Regions from separate parts of the Mus musculus genome. Here region 1 is linked to region 2. Evidence: chromatin contacts called from public Hi-C data. All regions are on one chromosome and are shown on one strand. The core of a region is the stretch at or near the end of the contact, and the rest is flanking DNA. Distances in the headings are between cores, read along the strand shown.

The links. Hi-C and Micro-C count contacts between places; a contact is called where the count stands out from the background.
Region 1: a Hi-C map of uterus shows a contact between it and region 2. The contact joins two enhancer-like sites. A contact is called at or near these places in 1 of 484 Hi-C or Micro-C datasets (uterus) and 2 of 9 other capture datasets (adipose tissue and liver).

Annotation. Positions count from the first base shown.
Region 1 is chr5:141,133,176-141,139,158 of GRCm38.p6, reverse strand. It overlaps Gm30866 (a long non-coding RNA gene), which reads right to left. Exons shown (of 5, transcript XR_868655.3): 2 at 1-377. Among named protein-coding and RNA genes, the nearest start is that of Gm30866, 11 kb to the right of the region's middle. Within about 2 kb of position 3,633, at least 4 of the 459 cell types and tissues checked have an H3K27ac peak or open chromatin away from gene starts, as enhancers often do. A contact at or near this core is called in uterus, where this site is marked.
Region 2 is chr5:140,868,967-140,875,500 of GRCm38.p6, reverse strand. Card11 (caspase recruitment domain family, member 11) reads left to right here. Exons shown (of 25, transcript NM_175362.2): 24 at 1,045-1,160; 25 at 1,972-2,502. The coding sequence ends at 2,176. It overlaps Gm30804 (a long non-coding RNA gene), which reads right to left. Exons shown (of 4, transcript XR_377172.3): 3 at 5,775-5,879. Among named protein-coding and RNA genes, the nearest start is that of Gm52831, 19 kb to the right of the region's middle. Within about 2 kb of position 2,745, at least 97 of the 459 cell types and tissues checked have an H3K27ac peak or open chromatin away from gene starts, as enhancers often do. A contact at or near this core is called in uterus, where this site is marked.

The sequences.
Region 1 (5,983 bases), core at 2,384-4,883, 260 kb before region 2:
AAGAAACTGAGGAAGAGAATGAGGAGATGGCGGGGAGAGAGATGTTGCTCATCTTTCCTTCGTTTTTTTCTTTCTCCAACAAAAGGGAAAGGGAGGCCGATGCCATGGCAAAGAGCTTGGCTGTCTCCCCAGGCTATGGTAGAATCGAGATGCACTGGAGAACAGTCAGGGGTGTTCTTGGGGCAGGCAGGAAGCCAAGGGCAAAGCCAAGGTTAGAGGCATGGCTGGTTTCCTGCAGCGAGTCAGGTCTTCATTTGACCTTCTTTCTGAGGTTGGGGGTGGATCTGCGGTCAGCATGGAAAGGAGTGAAGAGCCTCAGAATCAGCCTGCTCCCTCCCGACAGGTCCTGTCCGCCTCCATGCATGCCACTGGGGAGGCTGCAATAATCAACATAATGCGGAAATATCACCAAGGGTTTTGGTTCATGCCAGGCACTTTCCAACCCGATCTCGCTTTACCTTTAACATAGCTGTAAAGTACACCTGGGATTGTCTGCATTTTTATGGAAAGGGAAACTGAGGCTCAGAGAGGTTAACATTTGCTCAAAGTGGCCCAGCTGGGCTTGATAAAGCTGGGTTCTGAGCTATTTTCAGATTGACTTAACTTACCCTGTTAATATTATTTTTCCTTCCTTCTCTCATTCCTTCTTTTCCTTCTTTCCTTCTTTCACAAATAATCTCACGTAGCCCACATGTTCTACCACTGAGCCACACTCCCAGCCCCTCACTGGGGGATTCTAGGCAGGGGCTCTACCACTGAGCCACACCTCCAGCCCCTCACTGGGGGATTCTAGGAAGGGGCTCTACCACACTGCCATGCCCCAGGCCTCCTTTCACTTTTGAATTTTGAGAGACTGTCTCAGTAGTAGCCCAGGCTGGCCTTGAACTTACTCTGTCTATCTTACTCTGTATTGTAGATTGCCCTCAGAATACTCTTCTTCCTGCATCGGGGGGTCATAGTAGCTGGGATTACAGTCTGGTGGCATCATACCTGGCTTTATTTTGTGTATTTTAAATTAATACTTATTTAGTCGTTGTTTTATATGTGGCTTTTATCCCCCATACACATGTTTTTTTAGACATGGTCTTTCAATGTGGCCCAGGCTGGCCTCAAACTTGCCATCCTTCCGGATTGGGCCCTGGAATGCTGAGATTACAGCTCTGTGCCACCTGGCCAGCAACCTTATTTATTTACATGAGTGCATTCATCCTCACAAGTGCCCTGCTAGGCAGATAGCCCAAGCCCCAGTTTTGGGGGAGGAAGCCAGAGCCTACATTGGAAGCTGCCACACAGCAAAGGCTGTGCAGCTATTCAGAGCATTGTGGTGGGGGAAGGCGGGGCTAACATAACTGGAGAGCAAGCAGTGCTCAAGGCTCAGCCATAGCATACCTCTACTATCAGAATCAGAGATGACAGAGAGTGAAGGGACACGCCTGTGATCCAGGCTGACAGGGACCCACTCCACAGGAACCAGGAAGAATAAAGGAAAGGAAGGAAGAAGGAAAAAGAAAGAATTGTAAATGATGTCAGTTTCAGGCATGCTCCCAGAGACTGCACACAATAGGGCTCCATTGCTGGTAACTTTTCACACTGGCCCTGATCCATTTTGGAGTGAACTATGAAAGCACAGTGCCACCCAATCCCAGACCCTTCCAGGCAGGAGGCTTCCTTGTAGAGAGTGGAGATCTAATGGACACTCATTGATGGGTTATTGCTTGTGTTGTTGTCGTTCATTTGTCTGCTAACTTTCTTTGTTTTGGGTTATTTGGGAGCGGGGAGGTTGTATGTTCTATTTAAGTTAGGCAGTCTCCAACTCACTATGTAGCCAAGGCTGCCCTTAAATTCTCGGTCTTCCTGCCTCTATCTCCACGTGCAGGGATGTGTGTCACCACACTTGGCTTAATCTTATTTTAATGCAAGTACCTCTAAAAACTACCCTGAGTCTGGAAACCTGTTCAGCCAGACTGCCCCATTTCTTACACAATAGCTATCTTAATGAAATCTCAAGCTCATTTACTTCTAGAGTTTCTTAAGGGGACCTGTGCTCCCAATGTTGATGTTGAGATTGTTGGTGGCTTAGGGGTGACCCAGGGGTCCGTGGCCCTTCCTATAAATATTCTTTGAAACAGACACACCTAATTTGCCTTCTTCAAAGCAAATGACTCTGCGTGTACATGTGTGTCAGCATGCATATGTGTGTGCGTGTGCACATGTGTGAAGCTGGAGGTCACTGTAGGTGTCACTCCTAAGGAGCCATCCACCTAATTTGGCCTTCTTTCACTGAGACCTGCTGCTCATCAATTAGGTTAGGTTGACTGACCTGAGAGTCCCGGGGATCCTCCTGTGTCTGTTTGTTCCCGGCATTTGAATCACAGACATTGCAAAAATGTTTGTTTTTTTGTTTTTGTTTTTTTGTTTTTTGTTGTTTTTTGTTTTTGTTTTTTTTTTGTATAGGTTGTGGGGATCAGACTCCGATCATCATGTTTGTATGAGAAACATTTTATTTAGTGAGCCACCCACACAGCCCTAGCCAACACGTCATCTGAAAATGGACCATTTGGAAGTCCGTGCAAGGGCAGCTCCAGCTGCTTTCTTTCTGAAGCAGTCTCTCCACCTAGGTCCTGTCTCCTCCTTCACCTGTCACACAGAGAGAAACCATCAGCTGTGGGTGACAAGACATGCCACTCTGCTGCTGAGAGGAGAGAGGGTAACATCCCAGATCCTGGCCCAGCCCAGACTCCCCGGGCTGAAATTCCACCTCTGCAACCTCAGCCTGTGTATCAGCTTCTCTGGGTGTCATATTTCCTCCTCTGCAAAATGGAACAAGCCACTCCGTTCTGTGGGCTTCTGTTGCATGCATCTGACTGATGAAACTACCTGTGTGTCTTTGATCCAAACAGTGCTCAGGACAGAGTCACACCTGGGGAGTTTGTGGTGGGTGTGATATGAAGAATAATCCAGAGAACAATAACTACTATGTTACGGTAAAGTGGAAATATATGTGGATTCTCTTATGCAGGAAACTCAGCTCCCCGTTTCCTTGTTACAGGTGGATTCCCCTAGTGGAAGCACTTTTAGGATTTCAACAATACCTTGCATGTAAGGCCAGAGTCTGGCATAGGACAGGCACTGCCTGGGGGTTAGGAGTATGGCAGGTTAAGGAAGAGCAGATGCTGTGTGTGTGTGTGTGTGTGTGTGTGTGTCTGGGTAGCCTTGTCTGTCTAGGGAAATATTTGTCAACCTTCCTAATGCAGGGACCCTTCAAGTCAGTTCTTCATGTTGTGGTGACCGCCCCCCCCCCAACCATAAAATTATTTCTGTTGCTACTTCATAACCGTAATTTTGCTACTGCTATGAATTGTAACATAAATATCCGTGTTTTCCAATGGTTTTAAGTGACCCCTATGAAAGGGCTGCTCAACCCCAAAGGGCGTTGCGACCCACAGGCTGAGAACCTCCAATATAGGGACAAGGTCACATAGACCTTCCAAACTTCTATTGTTTACTTCACAAGCAATGAGGGCAGCTGCTTGTCTCCATGGATGAAGAGGAACCAAACACTCATTAATTCCTCCATGGAGGGAGCCAGGACAGCCGGCTCCTTACAGATCTCCCCTCACCTGGACTGGCTGCCCTCAGGCAAAGATGCCTCCTGTACCCACCTCCCTCTGCACTGGTCCGACTGACTCTCCTCCCCAGCTCTCTCTAGCTTTGTTTATTTGTCCCATAAAAGAAAATGCTTTTTTGCCTAACCTTGAGGCACTTGGAGGGTTTCCCATTCGTAACAAGTAGTTTCCTTGGTGTTACAGGAGGTCACAGTCACAGAGCCTGGGCCCCCCAGCCCTGCTAACAGCCTAAGCTCGGCCACCCGTCCTGTCCTTGTCCTTGGTAGGCCAAATAAATACACAAAACAACAATGAAAAGCAAGCGAGGAAAGGAGTTTTGCTGGATGAGGACAAACTGTGAAGGGGAACCAAGTGACATCCCCTTTCCCCAAGTTCTGACAGGAAGCTTGAGCTTAAATATCAAAGCAGACAGCACTTTGCCCCACTCCCAACCCCCACCATTGTTTAGCACCAGTCTCTCCTGCAAGGTGGTCTGAGGATTTGTCAGAATTGTGAGAAATCTCTTCCTAGGAGGTAAATTTCTCTGCTGCCTTGTTCCAGGCCTTTTTTTTTTCTCCCAGGATGAGATTCTTAAAGGGAAGAAGGCATTCCGGATCTTTCCGGATCTTTGAGTGCATCAGTTCAGTAACTGAGGTTGAGGGGAGGGGCACAGCAAGTTTTTAGAATACCCTCATTCCTGCCAGGATAGAACACTACTTGCAAGCCCTTCTTCCCACCCCTCCCCATTCAAGACCCAGCCTCCCCCACAGCCAATGCTCCCTCAAAATTAAGTTTTTGCTTGCAAGATCTATGATTTTGACCCTTCCATGGTGTCTCCCAAGAGGTATGGTTCTTGGGTATGGGAAGCGTTTCTGGGATTTCTCAGTTCATAAGACACAGAGCCTCAACTTTCAACTAGACTCAAGAAAAGAGGTTTCCTAGAGAAGGTGTGCCAAAGGTGGACTCCAAGAGGTGAGTGATGACTCTTTCTCTACAAGCTGTCTCCCCTCCGCCTCTCCTGTGTCTCCTCCATTTTTCTGCCCCCCTCACCCTCCCATTTGCCTTTGAGTCTGGAGAGAAGGCACTGAGTGCCTAGGTTTTTGTGTCACTTTACAGTGCATTGTAGACACACACAGATAATTATAGGCTAATTATTGTATGCGAAGAGAGAGGTCCAGGTGAGATTGGAGATGTGCCAGCCCTTATCTGGTGTGTGCGAGGGGGGCTAGGGGGACTGACTCCAAAGGAGTAGAAAGAGGCAAGAAGCACCTTTGCAGAAGTGTGAGAGATCTCTTCCTAGGAGACAAATTTGGGCTTCCTGTCTCCCCAGCACTGGGATTCAAGGCAAGTGTGCACTGTCACACCTAGCTGTCTAAACTGGGCTCTGGGGATCAGTTCCAGGCCTCAAGCTTGTAAGGCAAGCACTGGGTTATCACATCGACCCCTAGTACAAGGAATCTGATTGGCTGCCCAGAGCCCAGCCCTCACCTCTGTGGTCTAATTCGAGGCCACCATGGTAAGAAACACCAGTGCAGCCATGGATAACCTCTCTGCAAACGAAGTCCACGAGGGTGATTTCCAGAACACTTCCTCCTTGCTAGAATTTGCACATGAATTTGAAATGCCTTCCATAGGCTCATATGTTGAGTGCTTGGTCCCTGATGCTAATGCCAACTTGGAGGGGTCTAGAAACATGATGAGATAAGAGTCTAGGGAAATAAGCTACTGGAGTAGATAGATCCTTGGATTCTCTGTCTGTCTTTCTCTGTCTCTGTCTCTCTGTCTCTTTGTCTGTCTGTCTCTCTGTGTCTCTCTATCTGTCTCTGTCTGTCTGTCTCTCTCTCTCTCTTCCCCTTTCTCTCTGCCAAGAAGTACCATGCACCCTGGTTGCCATGACGTTATAGGGCCAAGTAATCATGACCTGGGTTATCCAACAAGGTGTGTCCAAACTTTAGTCCACATCTCAAAATCATAAAGTTACTCAAAACATTAGCATGACAAGCTGGGGGAGATGCTCAATGGGAAAGAGCACTTGCTAGATAAACATGAGAATCTGAGTTCGAGTCCCCAGCACCCATGTAAAAAGCTGGGCCCAGCTACACATGCATCCGAAAGCACAGCACTTAGGGAGCAGAGACAGGCGTTGATGTGGCTAGACAATAGCTTAGCCTTGGCTCCCACAAGACACCTTGTTTCAAAGGAATACAGTGGAGAATGAGAGAAAGATACTGGCTTCTGAACACATAGGTACAAGCGTGTACATCTGCACACACATATATGTTCATATAACACGTGCAAACATTTATATGCAAATATATATTTGAAAAATAGAAGAGAATCCAATTTTGCAGCTCTCTTGCCAGGGAGCCTTGTGGAGA
Region 2 (6,534 bases), core at 1,496-3,995:
ATACATATGCATGAATATGTGCATACACATACACACATATATACACATATACATATATACACATACACACATATATTCAAGAATATATACATATATTCTGTTTTTTGTTTGGCTGGGTTTTTTAAAAGATATTTTTGTTTGATTTTTTTGTGTCTGTGTCTGTCTGTGTGTGTGTGTGCGCGCGCACATGAGTGCAATGCCCACAGAGGTCAGAAGAGGGCATCACATCTCCTGGAGCTAGAGTGTTCCTGGTGGTTGTGAGCTGCCACATGGGTGCTGGGATCTGAACTCAGATCTTCCCCAAGAGCAGCAAGTATACTTAGCCACTGAGCCATCTCTCCAGCCTTTGCTTGGTTTTTAAATAAGCTCTCACTATGTGAACCAGGCTAACCTGGAACTAGCTATGTCGTCCAGGCTGCCCTCCAATTGCTAACTTCCTGTCTCTGCCGCCCAGGTGCTAGGATCACAGGTGTGTACCACACACCTGCCTACTTATATTGTTTCCTTCCTTCCTTCCTTCCTTCCTTCCTTCCTTCCTTCCTTCCTTCCTTTCTTCTTAATTTGTGACTCTTACTAGGTAGCCCAGGCTGACCTGAAGCTCTCAGTCTTCCAGCCTCAGTCTCTCTAGGGCTAGGGTAGCAATTGTGCATGTTTTTTCTCTTTGATGTAAGTTTGGTGGGTTTTTTTCCTTAAGTGATGCCTTCAGCCACATGGGAATGTCCTTTCCCACAACTAACAAGCTCCTGGTTAAGCAGGTAGCCCCAAGGACCCCTGAGCCAACCTCCCTTCCTGGCATTTTCTGTTCTCTTACCCATTACCAGGAATTCCATGGAAGGCTGGAGGGGGTGAGTGTCCATTGCAAGCCCCCCTTGGATTCAACCTCAATAGCCGGTGTCACTGTGCTCAGCGGGGCTGAGCAAGTAGTACTCAGGTGTGGGGCTACGACCTCACCGAGGCCAACTTTTGAAGTTCCCTAGCACAGCCTGGCACCCACAAGGACAGCTGGGTGGGCACCACTGCTGATGGTGGCTGTTATACTTGCAGAACAAACACTGCCTGCTGGAGGCTGGGATCGGCTGTGTGCGCGACCTGATCAAGTGCAAGGTGTACCCCATAGTGCTGCTCATCCGGGTGAGCGAGAAGAACATCAAACGGTTCAGGTAAGGACACCCAGTCCTCACACCTGCCACACACACACCACCCTTACTCAGCCCTTCCAAAAACTCTGGATGCTGGGACGTGTGACACTAACCCTGAGTGCAGCCGGGCAAATGCCAGTACACATATGTAAGACACATGGGGTGAATGTGGCTGGTGAGAGATGGTCTGTCAACTTCCTGTCACTGAGATACTTGGGTCGAGCCCAAGAATGTAAGAAGCCCAAATTCAAAGAGGGAAGTGGCCAGATGTGGTGGCACGAGCCTATATTCCAGACACTCAGGAGGACCACAAGTTTGAGGTTAGCCTGGTGGAATAGTATCCAACCCTGAAAAGGGAGAGTATTCTAACACCTGCCAGGATAGGGGTGGCTCTCAAGGATAGGATGCTGTAAAAAATCAACCAGGAAGACAGGCAACATAGGGTTCCACTTACGGGAAATCCCTTAAGTATCAGACTCATAGAGACAGGAAGCAGTGATAGGAGCCAAGATGAAACACAGGGGGAGAGAGTGGAGTTTGTGTTTAATGGGGACAGAGTTTCCATTTGGGACGATGTCCTGATTCTGGAATGAAAGGTTCTCACCATGTAGCCCAGGCTAGCTTTGAATTCACATATTAGTGAGTACACTCACGGCTATAATCCCAGCACTAGGGAGGTGAAGGCAGCAGGTCCCCGTCATGTGTGGTCCTTGACCCCCACAGGCAACTGTACAACCCAGGCTTCTAGCTCACACTGTGAGCATCGAGCCCTGCAGCCTCCCCATGTCTTCCCCTGCCTGCTGTCTCTCCCTGCCCACCTCTCCACCCCCAGGAAGCTGCTGCCGCGGCCAGAGACGGAAGAGGAATTCCTGCGAGTGTGCAGGCTCAAAGAGAAGGAGCTGGAGGCGCTGCCCTGCCTCTACGCCACCGTGGAAGCTGAGATGTGGAGCAGCGTGGAGGAGCTGCTGCGAGTCCTCAAAGACAAGATTGTAGAGGAGCAGCGCAAGACCATCTGGGTGGACGAGGACCAGCTGTGAGCTTGTCTGGGTCTGACCTACACACAGACACACCGGGGTCCTGAGCCCCTAGCAACAAAGTTACCAGACACCAGACGCCTGGTGGAAGGTCAGGCTCTGCTGGCGTGAACAGAGATGAGCAACCCCAGAGCCTGGGGCCCAAGGCCAGCAACCAGAGCAGCAGTTGAATGTAAACTCACGGGACAGGGACGGGTAAACTGCCTGCAGGCCTCCAGCAGCCACAGTGGCTGCCAGCCCAAGAAGAAGCACGAAACATGCGTCCCAGGCTGGGGAGACAGGACTCCTCCTATGCCGTTCTTTTTCTTGCATTAAAATTCCTCCAGTTCTCCTTTGCAGAGGTTCTTATCCCACAGTCTCACTAGCAGGTGTTTCCATCAAGCACAGTCAAGGTGGGAATGGGCTAAGCTTTCCCACGCAAACGTATGCTCTGAAGGGAGGTGAAATGAGACCCTTTCGACCCTTACCAGATGCTAACTGTAGAGTTTCTCCGCTGGAGGTGGGGCCTCGGGAGCCACGCCTACCCCTGCAAGCCCTGTAAAGAGTGTTTACTGGTTTGATCCTGTACAGAAAACCACAGCCTCTGGGCTGGTGAGCGCAACGCCCTGCCTGTACGGAGGACAGCATTTCACCGCTCTCCCTGCTATCCTCAGACTTTTGCAATCTCTCCACACACACTCTTGGTGGGGGGGGGAGGGGGTTGAGACAGATGCTCCATCTACAGCTGAGCCCTCTTGGCCACTTACCCTGAGCACTCTGACCAGCTACCAGCCTCTGCAGAGAACTCTGCCCCAAGGCACAGTGGGGCCTCTCCGACCCGGGTTGAAAACGTAAGGCTTCTGTGGCTACATTATGACAAATATCACAGGTTGAATCTTCATGGCTTTGTCACCTTATCAAGGCACCAATTGTCCCATCTTTGTTCTCATTAAAACAACACACACACAACAAAAAAACAAAAACAGAAAACAGCATAGTGCAGCCTGTAGCAGTTTCGTCATTTTAAAAAGATACCAAAAGTGCAACATAGGAAGCTGAGAGTGGGTAGCCGGGGGACCCGGAGGCCACTGCTTCTCTCCTTTCTGCCTCATGGCCCATCCCTAGTCTGCCAAGGACCCAGGCACCTTTCAAATCAACACTCCTAGCAGCCAACAAGCATGGCATCTCCCCCCCACCCCCCAACAGACCATAGAAACAAGTTAACTGCTCTGGGGCTGCCAAGGTCCAGCTGCAGCCATTTAAGTCGCGATAAAGCGCCTGGTGAGGAGCGGAGGGGCTGCAGGGCCAACGCTCCACCTCTATAATGCCTGAAGTGATGGTAAATTTCCTTCAAGCAGAGGCCGTCTCACTTCCACTTAGAAGTCTCGCCAAGGGGACAGACGTGACCAGAAAGGAGCCTCGGATAGAAAGTCTACTGATTTATTTCTATTTATTTATTTAAGTTCGGAAGCCTCGGGCTGGCTGGCCTGAAAAGCCAAACGGACTTGCATAGAGTTTGGGGGGAGGGATGCAGCGTGAAGATCTGGGAAGGAATGAGTGTCTAAGATGCTCCCCCCAGGGATGGCCAAGCTCTAGTCTGCAAGACTGAGAGGCAGGCCCAGAGCCGCAAGGGTGGACGGCAGAGAAAGATGGAAGGAGGTTCCCCCTAACACCCCACTCTCTCTACACTGATCTTAAGTCAACACAGCCTCAAGTTCTCAGGCTCCTGGACCTCGTCCTCCCCAGAGGACTACCACAGGCTTGCCAGCCCTCCCCAACAGAGGGCTCTCACCCAGGGCCTCTCTGGAAGGAACGCTCCCATGTGGGCAGAACCCAAAGCTGCACAGGAAAGGGCGTGTGGGGAGGCAGGAGAAAAAAGGGGTGTTTTCTGTGTTGTTTGGACATGAAAGTCATGAGTGAGGATGGAGGTGCTGGTGCCCCGCCTCAACCCCGGGGCTGCTTTGAAGCCACTGGGTGCCTAGTTCAAAATCATATTGAAAGTTTCCACGCTAGCTGGGTGGCTGGAAGTGACCCTCCCCCACCCCCACCCCTGTGGGAATTTGTTTTTGTAACAATGTGTCAAGTTCAGGTTCCATTCTGAGCTTCTCCCCTGCCTGTCTGATGGGCGGTGATGGGAGGAGGGAGAGGTGGGGGTGGGGGTGGGCAGACTGGAAAAATTGCATTCACCTATAGGTTTACATCTGAAGGAGGAGGAAGGAGAGGAGGGAGAGGAGGAGGGAAGATAAGAGAAAGGAGAAATGACAAAACGGAGTGGCAGAATACATGCTGCCTAGTGAGCCCCAAGGATCCCTGGGATGGAGAGCCCAAGATACCATCCCTGGTTTGTTGATGTGGATTCTGGGGATTGAACTCAGGTCCCCAAGCTTGTCATGCAAGTACTTTACCAAGTGAGCCACCTACCAACCCAATTTTGAGTAATGAATCTCTGGGAATCGGAGCCATGAAAGCCAGTCAAAATGTGTGTGTGTGTGTGTGTGTGTGTGTGTGTGTGTGTGTGTGTGTGTGTGAGTGATGGCGCGTGCTTGGAGACAAGAGGACGGATTGCAAAAGTCTCTCTTCTCTCTTTCCACCATGTAGTTCTCAGGGACCAAAATCATGTCTGTCAGGCTTGATGGCCAGCGACTTTGTCTGCTAGATCATCTCACTGAGACTTTATTCTCAGGGCCTCACTGCTGACCCTGCCTGTGGCTCCACTATTCGCACTGCAGGGGAGACTCCTCCTGAATCTCTACCCGTCCTCCCTGCAAACACAGGAGCATGTATCAAGTGGCCAAATTCTACAAGGCCAGGGTGCAGGGTCAGTGCACCCAAGATCAGACCAACATGCCTAACCCACTCAGAGAAAAAGGCCAACGTCTGGTGTTTGCAAACCTTCCAAGCAACACTCTAGGACCTGTTGCTGGCAACCTGAGACTTGCAGCTAGACTAAAACTAAAGAGTCAGGGCCAGGATCCTTTCTGCTATCTTACAAAGGGACCCTGGCCCTGGGCATGTTTGGCAACCTACACAGTTAGTGCTACAGATCCCACAACCAAAACTGGAGCCCAGGGGGTTGGGGGTGTGGCTCAGTTGATATGGTTGCTTGTCTGAAATCCCAGCACTCAGGGGGTGGAGGTGGGAGGATCAGATGTTTAAAGGCACGTCCTGGACTTTATGAGACCCTCTCTAATAAGTGAGTTAAGTAAAAATCGTAAACAGACCTTGAAGAACTGGGTGTGTGGCTCAGTGGATAGAATGTTTGCTTTACATACATGAGTCACTAAGTTTGATCTCCAACACCACACACACACATCTGGAGCCTTGGATACGTAGCCCAGAACTCACCTCTGAAAAAGCTCACACCATCCTGTCCCTAGAGACCCTGGCTTCTCCAAATGAGCAAATGCACAGGCCATGCATTTTCCATGGATCGGGATGAAGGGCGCTGCGGTGTGAACAGCTGGGTAGCCCTGGTTCTCTAATGCCAGACCCCTTGGCTGCATTTGTCCCTCCCTGGATTGAGGAAGACACCCAAAAGGAGGGAACACCAGCTCTCCTGAGGCCAAAGTCAGTCCCAACCGTGTACCCAGCCCAACAGAGGTACTGGAGCCACCTCACGTACCTGGCATTGAAGTTTTCAGAACTTGGTTCTGCTGCGTTTGGAGCTGAGCTTAATGAGCTGTGTCCCTCAAGGGAGGTGCTTTGTGAAATCCGCCCTGGGCAGCTCCTGCTGGTGCAGACGGAAAGCAGAGCCATAAACTAGGGAGGAGGCATACCCAGTGCCCACAGACCTGGAGATGGGAGCTGACTTGGGGGCCAGGTGTCGGGAAAACCCTCAGGTGGCTGATGGAGGAAACACTTGTTCGATTCCTGTGTCTGTCAGTCTGGTCTCAGTCCTTCATACTTGACTGAAACTACCATCCATGTGGCATTTTTCAAGGTCTCTCTTTTCTTTTGCTTTCTTTTTGGTGGGGAGAGAGACAGAGACAGAGACAGAGACAGAGACAGAGACAGAGACAGAGACAGAGACAGAGACAGAGACAGAGACAGAGACAGGGAGCGAGCACATAGGAGCAAGTGATCAAGCTAGGAAGGCTTCTAGCACCCTCTAGTGGTGGGAATGGCATCACTGTGCCCTCTGTGTATCTAGTTATATATATGTGCTTATTTAGGTATGTGTACATATGAGGCTGTTAAGTGTTTACATGCATGTTCCAGCACATGCATGTGTATGCACATGTGAGTATATGAACATGCGGTGTGGGTGCACATGCATATGTGTATTCTAGTATGTGTGTGTGGCTGTAGATACTCATGTTCATTCATGTTAAGTGCTAGGGGTCAGATCTGGGGGTGAGGGTCGGGGGACACATGTGAGCACA